Regions from separate parts of the Bactrocera dorsalis genome. Here region 2 is linked to region 1. A link is a contact called in public Hi-C data. All regions are on one chromosome and are shown on one strand. Each heading gives the region's core, a stretch centred on a gene start, on an enhancer-like site or on the middle of the called end of the contact. The rest is flanking DNA. Distances are from core to core; before and after follow the strand shown.

What was found. A called contact is a pair of places that touch in the nucleus more often than the background predicts.
Region 2: a Hi-C map of whole body shows a contact between it and region 1, with 4 times the contacts expected there. The contact joins two enhancer-like sites. A contact is called at or near these places in 2 of 2 Hi-C or Micro-C datasets (both in whole body).

Annotation. Positions count from the first base shown.
Region 1 is chr1:97,495,403-97,502,072 of ASM2337382v1, forward strand. LOC105228744 (ets DNA-binding protein pokkuri) reads right to left here. Exons shown (of 4, transcript XM_011208688.4): 2 at 573-1,917; 3 at 1-479. The coding sequence starts at 1,710. Among protein-coding and RNA genes, the nearest start is that of LOC105228745, 15 kb to the left of the region's middle. Within about 2 kb of position 4,784, the one cell type or tissue checked has open chromatin away from gene starts, as enhancers often do.
Region 2 is chr1:97,559,597-97,566,002 of ASM2337382v1, forward strand. All of the region lies in intron 1 of LOC105228744 (ets DNA-binding protein pokkuri), which reads right to left. Among protein-coding and RNA genes, the nearest start is that of LOC105228744, 8.4 kb to the right of the region's middle. Within about 2 kb of position 1,720, the one cell type or tissue checked has open chromatin away from gene starts, as enhancers often do.

The DNA of each region.
Region 1 (6,670 bases), core at 3,534-6,033:
ATTTGTACTGTTCAAATTTGTACTGGGTGACTGATTGCTGTTGTTACCGTTATTTGTATTGCTATTATTATTGTTGCTATTAATGTTGTTGTTGGTATTGCTGTTACTTGCGCTGCTAGCATTGTTAGTACCACCAGCCGCGGTTGTTGCACCGCCATTGCCGGCAACGGATTGTCTAAGCAGCGAAATATTTTTGATGTTCTTGAGCTCGGTTGGATTGCGCAGAAACTGGTAGCAGTGGCGTTCGCCCTGGACCTTACGCAGTATATTGACGCGATAATAGTAGCGTAGCGCGCGTGACATTTTATCATAGTTCATGGAGAGATGATTCTTTTGTATGCCCCACAGTTTGGCCAAACCGGCGGGATCGACGATCTTGAAGACGCCTGTGTCACGACACTTCCACGCGATCAAATCGCTGTACTTCTGATTGCGATCGTTTAGCAATTGTTGCAAGAAATCCCACAGCAAACGACCATCTGGGAAGAGAGAGAGAGAGAAAAGTGAGGTTAGTTTCATTATAAAAAATCTTATATCTATTAAAGCTCGCGCTCAAACTATTTTCAACTCACTTGTATTGGGTTCTGTGGTTTCCGGAAAGAATTCGCGTTTCACGGGCTGCATATAGCTGGGCGTCGTCGGCGCCGAAACTGAGCCGCCGCTACTGCCATTCGGCTGATACTTCTGGCTCATGGCCTGTGCGGCCTGATTCTGTGACCACGAATTGACAAAGCTGTTTGTAATCTGTTGTGATAAGCTCTGTGGCATATCCTTTAATATGGGCGTTGTTGGCGGACTGGCGCTGTAATGTGCTGCCACAACTGCTGCCGCTGCGCTACTCTTGGACAAACTATTGGCCGCTGCCAGCTCTGAGTAGCTGCCTTCCTCATCCGAATCGGATTGATTGCTGCTGGCGCCTGTGCTGGCGGTTGCATGATGTGCTGGGTAACCGTTACCGCTGCTCATTGTTACCGAGATGGCTGGTGGCAACAGATTACCGTTGGCGCTGCTGCTGGTCACACCCAAACCGCTGTTACTACTACCGCTACTGGTGCTACTACTACTGCTGCTGCTCGTGCTGGCACCGCTCACTGAAGCGGCTGCGGCAGCTGCTGCTGCGGCGGCGGCAACTGCCAAATTTTGTTCCTGGCTTTGTGGCGGGCTGCTGGCTTGTGAGTCCACCGATGGCGGCGGGCTGAGCGTTACCGAATTGGGCGCCATAAAATGATGCATATGCGCATTGTGAAATGGACTGTCCGGTGGTGCGCCAATTGGTGGCCATGTAGGCGTCTGTGGATGGCTATGCGGCGACAATGGATAACGACTGGTCGGTGTGACCGGACTGTTGGGTAAATGCCATTGCATCATGTGTGATTCGATGATGAGCATTTGCAGCACATTGTGTAATACATCACCAGCGCCCGGACAACGGTGACCGAAATCGGCGCGTGTTAGCAGGCAAAGCGCTTTGCCGTTCATTTGGAAGAGATCATGATCCACTTTGGGCAGATCGAATTCGCGTTCGCAGAAGCGTAAAAAGACGGTGACATCTTCGCGACCCCACAAACGCGGATCGGATGGCAACGATGGCGGCAATTGTGTCTTCAATTCAGCCAATTGGCTGGAGGGCGCCGGCGGGCAACGCCACAACATATCACCCCACAGACCGAGCTGCGGATTCAACGACAGCTGTACGGGAAGCATTTTCATTTTGAACCAGAGACGCGTGCACGATTTTAATTGTTTGTGTTGACCAACGCCACACGGAAATACGACTGCTGCGACACTGGGTCGCTGGGTCGCCCAATAAGCTGCTCACTGCTCGCTGCTGCTAATCAAGTTGCGCTAGCTGCTAGCTGGCTAGCTGTAGTGTAAACCACAACGAACGAACGACCGTACGAATGTACACGAACTGATCTGGAAAGAGGAGAGCAAAGAAGAAAAAAACACATAAGATAAAGTTTACGAAATCGATATACGAGATTACTAACTAACAGCGACGCGTTGGCGCAGGGTGAAAGGGGTGTACTAAAGCGGTACAATGGGCATGTGGGTGTATTTGAACACACACTTCCGCTTGGGAATAGCTATATTTACACGTATGTATGTATGTGTGCATTGTTATTAGACGGCGGCGTATTGAAGCCGAAAATCGAAACCGAAATAAATGCAAATCGTTTTGCGGCGATTTCCACATGCATACATATCTACCAACAACAACAAAAGCAGACAAATAAACAAATACATCCGCTGGCAATGCGGACGTGAACCCACCGCACTGTATCCGCAAAAACGGGTTGCCGAAACAGCGCGCAACGCGCCCAACCCACACAGACAGCATCTTCAGCGCGGCGATCACAGCTGTGCGCTGTCTGTATGTTCGCTTACGCGTTCGATGCGTCGCTCGGTTGGGTGCGGCGTGCGATCTCCGATTTGCGCGTCGCAAACAGCAGCACGCAAACGTAATATGCGCTGAAGTACAGCACAGAAAAAAAAAATCGAATCGACGCAGCGCAAACACCTTTTACAGCGTGCGCGCCTCCAAATGTAGCAATTTCTTGTTTATGAAAAATATTTCGATATTTCGTGTTTTAATCGCGTAATATGTTAATTTCCTTCCAAAAAACCGTTTTCTTGCCGTTTTTGGTGAAGTGAGAAGACGCGCGCGCGGACAGAGTTGTAATGTGCCGGATGCGCGCGTATTGGGAACAGCCGCACATCACAGTGGTGCAGTGTGGTCGAATTTCGATGTTAAATCAGAAAAATATATGTGAAAAGTGATAAGCTTCCAAATATATTGACGTATTTTTTGTTGTAATAGCTGATTTAAAGCAGTTTTTTTATGGAAATGAAGCAAGGCATGGAAAATTTAAACCTTAAAGCTCACATGTAGAACTAAATGAATTTTCAAAAGTTGTTTTTAGGTTAGGTCAGTCGGGAAGTTTCAAAAATCGACTGGAAATACTTTTTCCGAAAGTATATTTATCAAATACGAGGAACTCTGGTACTTGGAGACTATTGCTTGATTCTAGATAATATTATCCAGTATTCGATCGAGATGATTTTTGGATCTCTGGATTAACTGGATTTTGGATAACTAATTAACTTCAAACTTTTTTGGTCAAAAACTTGAACCATCTCTTTTCAAGTCTACCGGTTTTCAAAAAGTGAATATATCTGAAAAGCTATATACTTATACCTTACTAGTATGTTTTTCCTGGTAGATGCTCCCTTGAAAAAGGTGCTTACGATGGTCCAGTGGCCACCCAATTCTATCAATGTGTCAATATAAACTCTGTTATACTAACAAATAGCTGTCTAAAAAGCATAAACGATAGACGTTTGATTTCCAGGATGCATAATTCTAAGAATAAAGTGCCAATGTCAAGTATTTTTAGAGTGCTCTTGAATCCTTAAATTAGGAAAATTAGTTACAACAGCAGTGTTTGCCCTCCAGTCCAAACAGTTAGCGCTTGAGAGTTATTATTTTCAAAAAAAAAGTCTGCTTCCCAACATTGAATTAGAAGTTAGGTTAGCTTATACTGGTTGGTTGCCACGCCATACACGGGTTCTTAGTAATTCCAGAGCTGAAGTGTTAGTGCTACAGGATGCTAATACCTTTTGCGAACTTGATATCTAATTTTGTAACTTCAACCAGTCCCTTGAACTCCGAAGCTCCTAGATATCTAAGACGAGTTCTAGATATTACTGTATAGAAGCATAGGAGATGTTCCAGTGTCGCTCTCATGCCTACTTTTCTATACTTTCTGCATGTATCGTCGTTATTTATGCCCAACCGGCTTGCATGTGATGTAAGTAGTTTGCGACCTGGGCAACAATCATTCTGCAGTCCTCTCGAGCTGAATCCCAAGTACTTCACAATTACATTTGGTGCTCTAAATCGAACAGTGAACGCAGAAAATACTCAGAGAGACAGAAAAAAAGAGATTGCGTCATTTTGACGTAATCGAGAAACTTTTTTTTAACTTCTGGATTTCGGGTTTTGACCATTGTTGCTTAGATATCTATGTATTCAACTCAGTTCGAATATTTTCGGACAATAAGTTTGAGGGCACAATAGACCTAAAGTCGCGGTACATTCCTCGTTTATCAAGGTTGCTAGCAGTGCTAGCAGTTTTGCGAAAGATCGGCTACATTTTTGGGTGTATCTATGTGCGAAAGTCTAAAATTTTTTTAACTTAAAATGAGCATCGCCATTTAAAAACTTGCTCGAGTTATCAGCGAACTAACTTTCGTTCCGTGGACCACCCACCGCCAAAAATCAAACCACCGAGTACCTAGACTCTTCATGTCCAAACTTCCAGCCTTCGACCTTGAGCAGATAACAAAAGTTTCAAAGCCTATTAACAACCCTAATCTAACTTGCCCACTGTATGTCAATGCTTGTCGTTTAACTTTGCAGCACATATGGAAGTTTCAACATGAAAAAAGCAGCAACAACAACAACAACGAATTGCTAACTCATACAAAACGACGATGTTGACGATGACGACAATAACTTTGATGTTGCTGTTGTTGCTGCTGTCGATACTAACGAGTGCTGCGACTGATGCTGCTGCACAAGCAAGAAGCAGAATCAACAACAACAAAAAAAAACGATTGATGACGGCTATTAAGATCAGGCTACCTTGCGAAACTCGACTCGACATCTAAAACGTCGCAACGTGCCAACAACACAGCAACGTCCGTTGTTGCTGTTGCCGTTAAGATGCAGTCGCTGTGGCAGTGGCAGTGGCTGTAGTTGGCGGCAACAGTGCATGTTTGTATGTATGTGCATATGTATGTGATGTCGATGTATGTTCGCCCAGACGCCGCAAACGGAAGTGTGCATACCAAGCAAAATGACAAGCAACAACAACAACAATGATGGCAACAAAAATCAAATAAACTTGTTTCACACAATGCAACCGCAAGCGGCCAGCAAAAACGACTACATGTACATATATAATTTATGGTCTTAAATATGTGCAGATGTATGTTTGTATGTATATATTGTTTGTAAGTTTGTATGTTTGAAATGGTAGCAATCAAACAGTGCACAAGTTGGAGGAAGCGCTCGCGCAACGTGCAACAAGTTAAAGGAAGACCGATCGTATCCGCTAGTGGGTAAACAGAGCACGAATAAGATACATACATACATACATATGTACATTCATACGTAAATATGTACATAGCTACATATTTATGTTATGTGTAGATAGATGTGAGAAAACCAGCAAGCGGAGACGACAAGCAGCTGTGGCAGTGGGCAACTGGGTGAGCGAGCATATGAGCAGCGGATGGAGCGGAAAAGGCTACATAAACATAAGTATGTTTGTATATGTATATAATTATATCCGGAACAGGGTATATAAAGCTTGCCATGAGGTTTGTAAAATCTAGAAGAGAACGTCGGAGACCCTACAAAGCACCTATTTATATAAAAGGTCAGGTTGAGGAGTTGGGCCGATTTAGTCTTTATATGGAAATCATCTTTATTTGATAAGATATCGTCACGAAATTTGGCTTAGATTATCGCCCAAGAAATGCCTATAATCTCAGGAAATTTTATTCAGATCGGATTTTTATATTATATAGTTGTCACACAAACTGATCGATCAAAATCAATATAACGATCTTTTAGGCCCTTTTATGCTAGTATAAAAGCACCTGTAAAGGGTATTAAAGCTTCAGTACAATCAAAGAAAAGCTTTTTTCTTAATATGCTTAAAGGTGTGCTTGTGGCCACAACGAAATGACCAAGTAAAACAGTCAGAATTGCTGATGCAACACCCTGTTTTCCCAACACTTTGCTTTCTTCAGGCAAATACACTTCAGGCACACACATACATACGTACATATGCACACACAAATCCACTTATAATTCTCGGCCGCTCTTATGACAGATTGTTTATATTTTTTCTTGCTTATTTATCGAAACTTTTTCGCTTCCTCGTTCCTCGAGCGAATACACAATATATTTACGTCTTCTGTATGTATGTGTATGTGTGTATATGGTTGAGCGCAGATAGGGAAAAGATATTTTTACTTTGAGGGGGTCTGTACATACATACACACATATATATGAACTGCTTGCGTGTGCGTGTGTGTAAACTACAGACGATCATTTGCCGCTGCCCGCTCAGCCATTACGTCCTACGCCGCTATGGGTCTGTCCGCCTGTCTTTACATATGTACGTGCGGGCATAGCTCACCCGCTAACTTTGTGAAGTATTCCTGTTGTGGCTATTATTATTGTTGTTGTTGTTGTTGTTCTTTACGAGTGTATGCTCGTTTGTAGCCGCTGTAGAAAATGTGTGGATGGTTGGAATGTGGTTGCTGTTGCTGCAGCCGCTAATGTTACTTTTATTGTTGTTCTTGTTGTTGTTGCGGCTTTGATTGCTGCGAGAAATGCACTGTCTTCAATTTCCAAGGAAACGTTGTACATATGTACACTAGTGCGTATTTGTGTATGCATAAAACGAAAAAGACGTAAAGCCGGATGCGACCAGAGAACAAATGAGGGCAGCTTGCTGGCATAGAGACGCATAAAGTGGGAAGAGGGACGGACGGTGAGACCCAGCGAGCAATCGGATGAAGAACTTATCGTGAGCGATCCAAAGAGGCCAAGTTAGATTAACGAATGAGGGTAAAGCTTGGAGTAAAAGCT
Region 2 (6,406 bases), core at 470-2,969, 61 kb after region 1:
CACATTCCCAAACAAATAAAGGTCAAAATCAACAAAATTGCACAGTTCGGGTGAACCACCGCTAGAAATCTTCCACCGAAAAAACATATGTATTTCCCAATCTTAAAATGGGGTCTAAGAAATTCAGTGAATGATTACAATAATTACCGATAATCCGCCAACTTCAGTCGTTCATTATTGCATATTGCCCAAAATAAAATATTAATAATATTTTTTTATAATTATACAAGTATAACCAAGAAACAGATAAGCTGCTTCTTGTTAAACCTTAAAGAACTTGAAGAATAAATAAGGCACCTTCCAATGAAATGATCACACTTTTATGCCTAAAAAAGCAATTTAGTCATCGAACTGCTGATAAATTATAAATATGTATATTCGTTCAAATGAATATATATTTAACTGCTGATATAACTGTGTATGTACATATGTATGTATGTAGCAAACCCGCATTTTTCTTATTTATTCCAGACTATTTGCAAACAGTTCATTTCCATTTTTGGCGATCACATAAGCTGAAATAATCGGTACTTTTTCTTTCAAGTTAACGAACTTTCAAAGAAACAGAAGGCCGCAATGTTATGCTATGCTACGATATATTATGTTTGCCTATGCTAAGTTATGTTTTGCTATGTTATGTTAAGTAATGTTATGTTATGCCAGGCTAAGTTATATTATGTTCTGCCATGTTACGTTAAATAATGTTATGTTATGTTAAGTTAGGTTAAGTTATGTTCTGCTATGTTATGTTATGCTCTGCTAAGTTATGTTCTGCTATGTTACGTTAAATAATGTTTTGTTATGCCAAGCTAAGTTATGTTATGTTCTGTTATTGTTGAGTTAGGTTATGTTATGCTATACTAAGTTATGTTCTGCCATGTTACGTTAAATAATGTTATGTTATACTATGTTAAGTTAGGCTAAATTATGTTCTGCTATGTTATGTTAAATAATGTTATGTTATGCTATGCTAAGTTATGTTGTGTTCTGCTATCTTAAGTTAAGCTATGTTATGTTTTTACGTAAATTTATATTAAGCTACGATCGATTTGTTATGTCATGCTTTGCAATGTTACGTTATGTTCTGTTATGTCAAGTGTGCTATGTAAAGTTATTTTCTGTTATGTTATGTTACGTTACATCATGCTATATTAAACTGTTATTATGGTATGTTAAAGTATTTATGTTATGTCTGCTATGCTAAATTATGTTATGTCATATCTGCTACGTTACTATATGCTCTGTTATGCTATGTAAATTTATGTCATGCTATGTTTTACTGTACTAAACTATGCTAATATAGTATGTTGTGTTATGCTATTTCGCATTATGCTTTAATACCCTAGTGAACAATTGATAAGTCCCCCATTTACAAGTCAGCATATTATATTTCTACCTATGGGTTACCCGCAAAGTCAGTAAGTAAGTAGATATGTAAGTAAAACTGCAACTCCTTCTTATGCAGTCATGTTACGAGAGTCTTTTACGTTGTTGTTGTTATAGTCGGTACGTTTGCTGTAAGTGGAGCACATCCATACCAAGTCAAGTGAAACATCACTAAACTAGTTTCATTTCCGTATATGGCGACGGGCTATGACTTGCTTACTTGCCCCAAACGCCTTAAAGTTGTTTCCAACGTGGTGATCAACAACACCGCGCGCACACCTGTGTTCCCGCTTACGAAGCAGAGAGCGTGAGCACAACATTCAACACAGCTGTGGCGATTACAGAGCAGTTGCTTGTTGTTTTAGTGAGTAGAAGCCGTAGCTTACTTTGAGATAAAGCTACCGCATAAGTCAGCTATCAAGCTTCCACACAGAAAATAGTAAATATAATTGATTTCTTTATGCGTCAGCGGCAAGTGATCGCGCCTTCGCTCGCTCACTCGTGCTCTCACAATCATTAGTGCGCTCTCCGAAGAGCGTGCATTTTTTTCTGCGCTAGTCATTTCAGTTTGCAAAAATGCAAATAATTATTTATTTCTCCACACACACAAATAAAAAATTCCGCGCATTCTTCGAAACGAACAGACGCGCTCTCTTAATGCGGCTTCTTTAGCGCTTACGATTAAGTTATGTATTTTTCTCAGCCTACACAGAGGCGCTCTCTAACATCTCGGAGTTTTACTCAGTCCTACAAATCTGCTCACTAATTTTACAACAATTTATAATCTTACAAGTGTAATGAGCGTTGGCACACGAGATAGAGAGAACATGTAAGAGAGCGTGTGCTGCATTTTATTTATTATTGTTGACTCCGTTCCCTGCGCAGACTGCAATACTTGTATTTTCTTCGTAGTCATTGTCTTTTTGACCGCTGTTTCGCCTTTCTTTTTCTCATTGCTTGCCGTCCTCTCCACCGCGTTCACGCTCACCGGTGACTTCGACTGCAACGCGCTCAGCGCTTCACTTCCTACTTTATTCATTTTCCACTTATTTCAGCACATGCGTACATACATATATACTTCGCTGAGATTGAGATTTGGTTGCGGTCGTTGGGTTGGCGTTACGCTGCGTTCGCATGGATGCATGTCAGGCATACAGTGGGTATGTGCGGATCGGTATGGACTTTCGTGAGAAATTATAAAGTGGGTTAAGACATATGTAAATTAGGAGTAGAAATAAGATTTCTTCACGTTTGCAGATAAGATATTCAGTAAAGTATTTTAAAGCCTAAACCAAACTTTTTGGCTGGAGAAAATTACGAATTGAAAGGTTAAGTCCTCACTTTGCTTCAACGCTTAAGCAAAATTACTTAATACCGATGATATTTGTGATCGGCAATAATATTTTCAAGAAGGATTTATATTTAAACAAGTATTATTAGTCTGAAAGTTCGTTACTTCCAAGGAATTTCACTTATTTTCATTCCTTCACTAAAAAGTTCTTTCATATACCGGCCCCGTTTGGTTTAGAAATCATTGGAAGATTATTCCAACCGCAAACTCTTTTAGTAGGCACTGACTAAGAACATTTTCAACGATTTTGGCAGATTCCGTGGTTTTTCTTATGAATTTCCAAATAATATAATTTTCGAGTGAAATGTGGAAAGAACTTTTGGTTTGGCGACTTGGTTTTTATTTATCCAAATATAGTCGATGATTTGAATATTTCGTATTTAAGGGGTTTTTAAGGCAAATCAAAGCTAGTGACATAAAGAAATACTTTTTTACGTATATATTATATACATACATATATGAATATATATTTTATCAAACTCTGATGTTATACCATACTAAGACATTTTTATTTCGATTTTTCTAACCCAAATCTGGTTTTGAAACCATCTTACAAACTTCTAAGATCACATCTGTCTCTTCGGGTTGAAAATTCGAATCTAAAAACTTTTACTAGGAACTCTTTCCACCCTACCTTCCCCTCAAAGCAAAAATCTGTAATTCTATTTCATATTTCCGTGAATTCGCACACTGTCTCAGCGTTCAAGACGATCGAGGTGTAGCATCTGTGGCCGAGATACATGTACTTACACATCACATTTTATGTAAATATATTCTAGTTCCTATGAAACGTCGGTACGTTTTACGCGCCAGCAGAAACTGGTCATGCACGACTGGGCCGACTGAGTTCCCTATCAACTGATCACTTGGTTAACTGACCGAGCGACCGATCGACCAACCAATCAAACCACCGACCGCGCGTCTAACCAAGGCACTGAATGGGGGGAGACAGAACGCCGTGCGCATGCGGCAAACCCACATTGTACTCGTAATTTATGTTCGCAGTTAAGTTTTTTGCTGAAAGTGTGCAAGTGACTTACGCGGGTCAGCTTTCCCACTTAGTTTGCTGCTTCTAGCTTTGGTTGAGGCGCACACCAAAACGACGCGCGCGACGATGACAGCGGTGGCGGCGACCAGCACTTTTCGCGCATAGTTTTTGGTTGTTTTCATCAACGCTGTTGTCGTCGTCGTCATCGTCATCGTCGTCTTCCTCACCGACGTTGCGCTCGTTCGTTTTGTACGTCGTATTGTATTGCGCTCTTACGTTGTCGTTGCCACTGCTGCTGCTGCTGTCGTGTTGTGTCGCTGTTGCTGTGTATTTGTGGAGCAATGCGGAAGTGAATTTAATTTATTGTATTTGCTTTGCCTTGCTTCTGTGTCTGTTGCTACATACATACATACATACATATACCCGACAGTATTTACGTATGCATATATGTTTGCGGGTTTTCGGTTTCTTCTGTGCGCCGCACTTTTCTTTGCAAATTGTGGAGGGGAGGAAGACCGCGCGCAAATCAGCCAGCCAGAATCAAAACCAGGAAAGAGAAATAGTTAACGACAGCAAATCTAGCTGACGCCTGCTATTACATGCAATATATTCGTGCGCGCACATACACACCCACCCACATGCATACACAATTGTAATTTAAGCGGTTTGCCGCGCGTCTTGCGCCTTGCACACTTTAATCGTACGCTAATTGCGACGACGACGACGACGACGCTGGCGTTGGTGTTTTGACGTCCTGTGAGTAGGCGGAAGGGTTGGTAGCAGGCGACGCGCCACGATTTCTGGCTTCTATAGCGGCGCGCATAGCTACACACATGCAATTACTAGGCAAGCGCTAGTAGCGCGCTATAAGTAAGTAAGTACTTACCAGCGCGCGGTGTTGGCAGTGGGCGACGCGCGATCAGGTGCAGGCTAGCGCGCACATACATAAGTAGCATATACATATGTATTTGCATACCTCATATATATACATATATATATATGTATATACATATGTACATGCAATCAATAGCTTTTGCACTTGCGATAATACAATATTCAATCAAATGCGGAATTCGCGGAAGAAGCAGGAACTGCCGCAAAGTATACGTTATTTTTTCCATATATGTACATATATATATTTTTTATATTTTTTTGAGGGTTTCAACATTTTTGCAGGCGCAAATGTTTGTATATACATCAGTATTAATAATTTTTGTGTTCTTTTTAGTTTTGCGCCATTAGCGATAAGACTACACCACAGTGCAGCGGCGCGCATACATAAGGAAATACTTTTCGCATTTTGCATACTTCGTCATATACATACATATGTACTATATACATTTGTATAAAAATGTACAACACTTGTACCTACAAATAAGCATACAGACTCTTATGTGGCGCACTTATTATTTTTTAAACTTAATTATTTTATTTCATTTTTTTTTTCATATATAATTTTGCTTCCCTTTTTGTTGCCAGCGTATGGCAATTTGCAATTCAGCACTTTATGTCCGCAATTATTGATCGTTATGTGAGCACAAGTGATCGGCGCTTGCTGTGCTAGTGTTGCCGCCTTTGCTGCTTTTGACATACCATATTTTATTTCGATTTCAATTATTGTACTTTTTTTTATTTTAGCCATTGTCGTCACAAGGGGTGCTGCGCATATGTATGTATGTAATATATATATGTATATATATGTAGGACGTATATATTGCACCCATAAATCATGGAGGAAATTAGTCGATACCTATAGTCGTATTTTTTAGTACTTCTTGCCGATGAAGCCGATAAGGTTCTAATCAAAAAGGAAATAGCAACATTTCTCACAAATGTTTCTACATTTTTGTCAAGCAATTTAGGCAATGACTTGCTATATTCATATTTTTGTGTAAATTAGAATTATTTTTAGAATTGCGCAATTGTTAGTCAGTATGGGAAATTAAAAAGGATTGTAAAAGAAGAAAACGTCTTATATGATCATAATAAAAATTGCACGTAATTTGTTTGGTTTGAAATAAAACCCTAAAATTTTAGGCAAAGCACAAAATGTGGCGTTTTGTGTATAAGAAAAATATATTAAAAAAAATTTGTACCTCAACACTTCTCTTTAAAGACATATCTTCATAAATCTATAACAGTACTGATTGTATGCCGTTTATACAATACATCACTATTAACCCACAACGCCATCTATCGATTCAAATTTATACCTGAACACTTCTCATAAACAATATACATTTTTTCATTTTCATATAATTGGTGATCCAAGTAGAGGTACTTTTTTCAATAGGCTTTTTTGACAGATCTCGCGTAAGTCGTGTTAAGCTGTCATGGTTTTTGAAAAGTTCCGACGTTTTCGAATCAAATTTGAGGCCTATCTCTGGCTAGGTATGTAAACAAGTAAAAATGTCGCATTGGGACGAAAAGCAACCTGAAGAGATTCAAGAGCTGCCATTTAATCCAGAAAAAAAAAACGGTTTGGCGTGGTTTGGGCTGGTGGAATTATCGGTACATATTTCTTCAAAAATCATGCCGGTCAGAACGGAACCGTCAATGGTGACCGTTAAAGGCGCCATGATAACCGACCATTTGATGCCTGAAATTGAAGTATGTGATCTTGGCGACATATGGTTTCAACAAAACGGCGCCACTTCTCAAACATCGCATCAATCAATGAA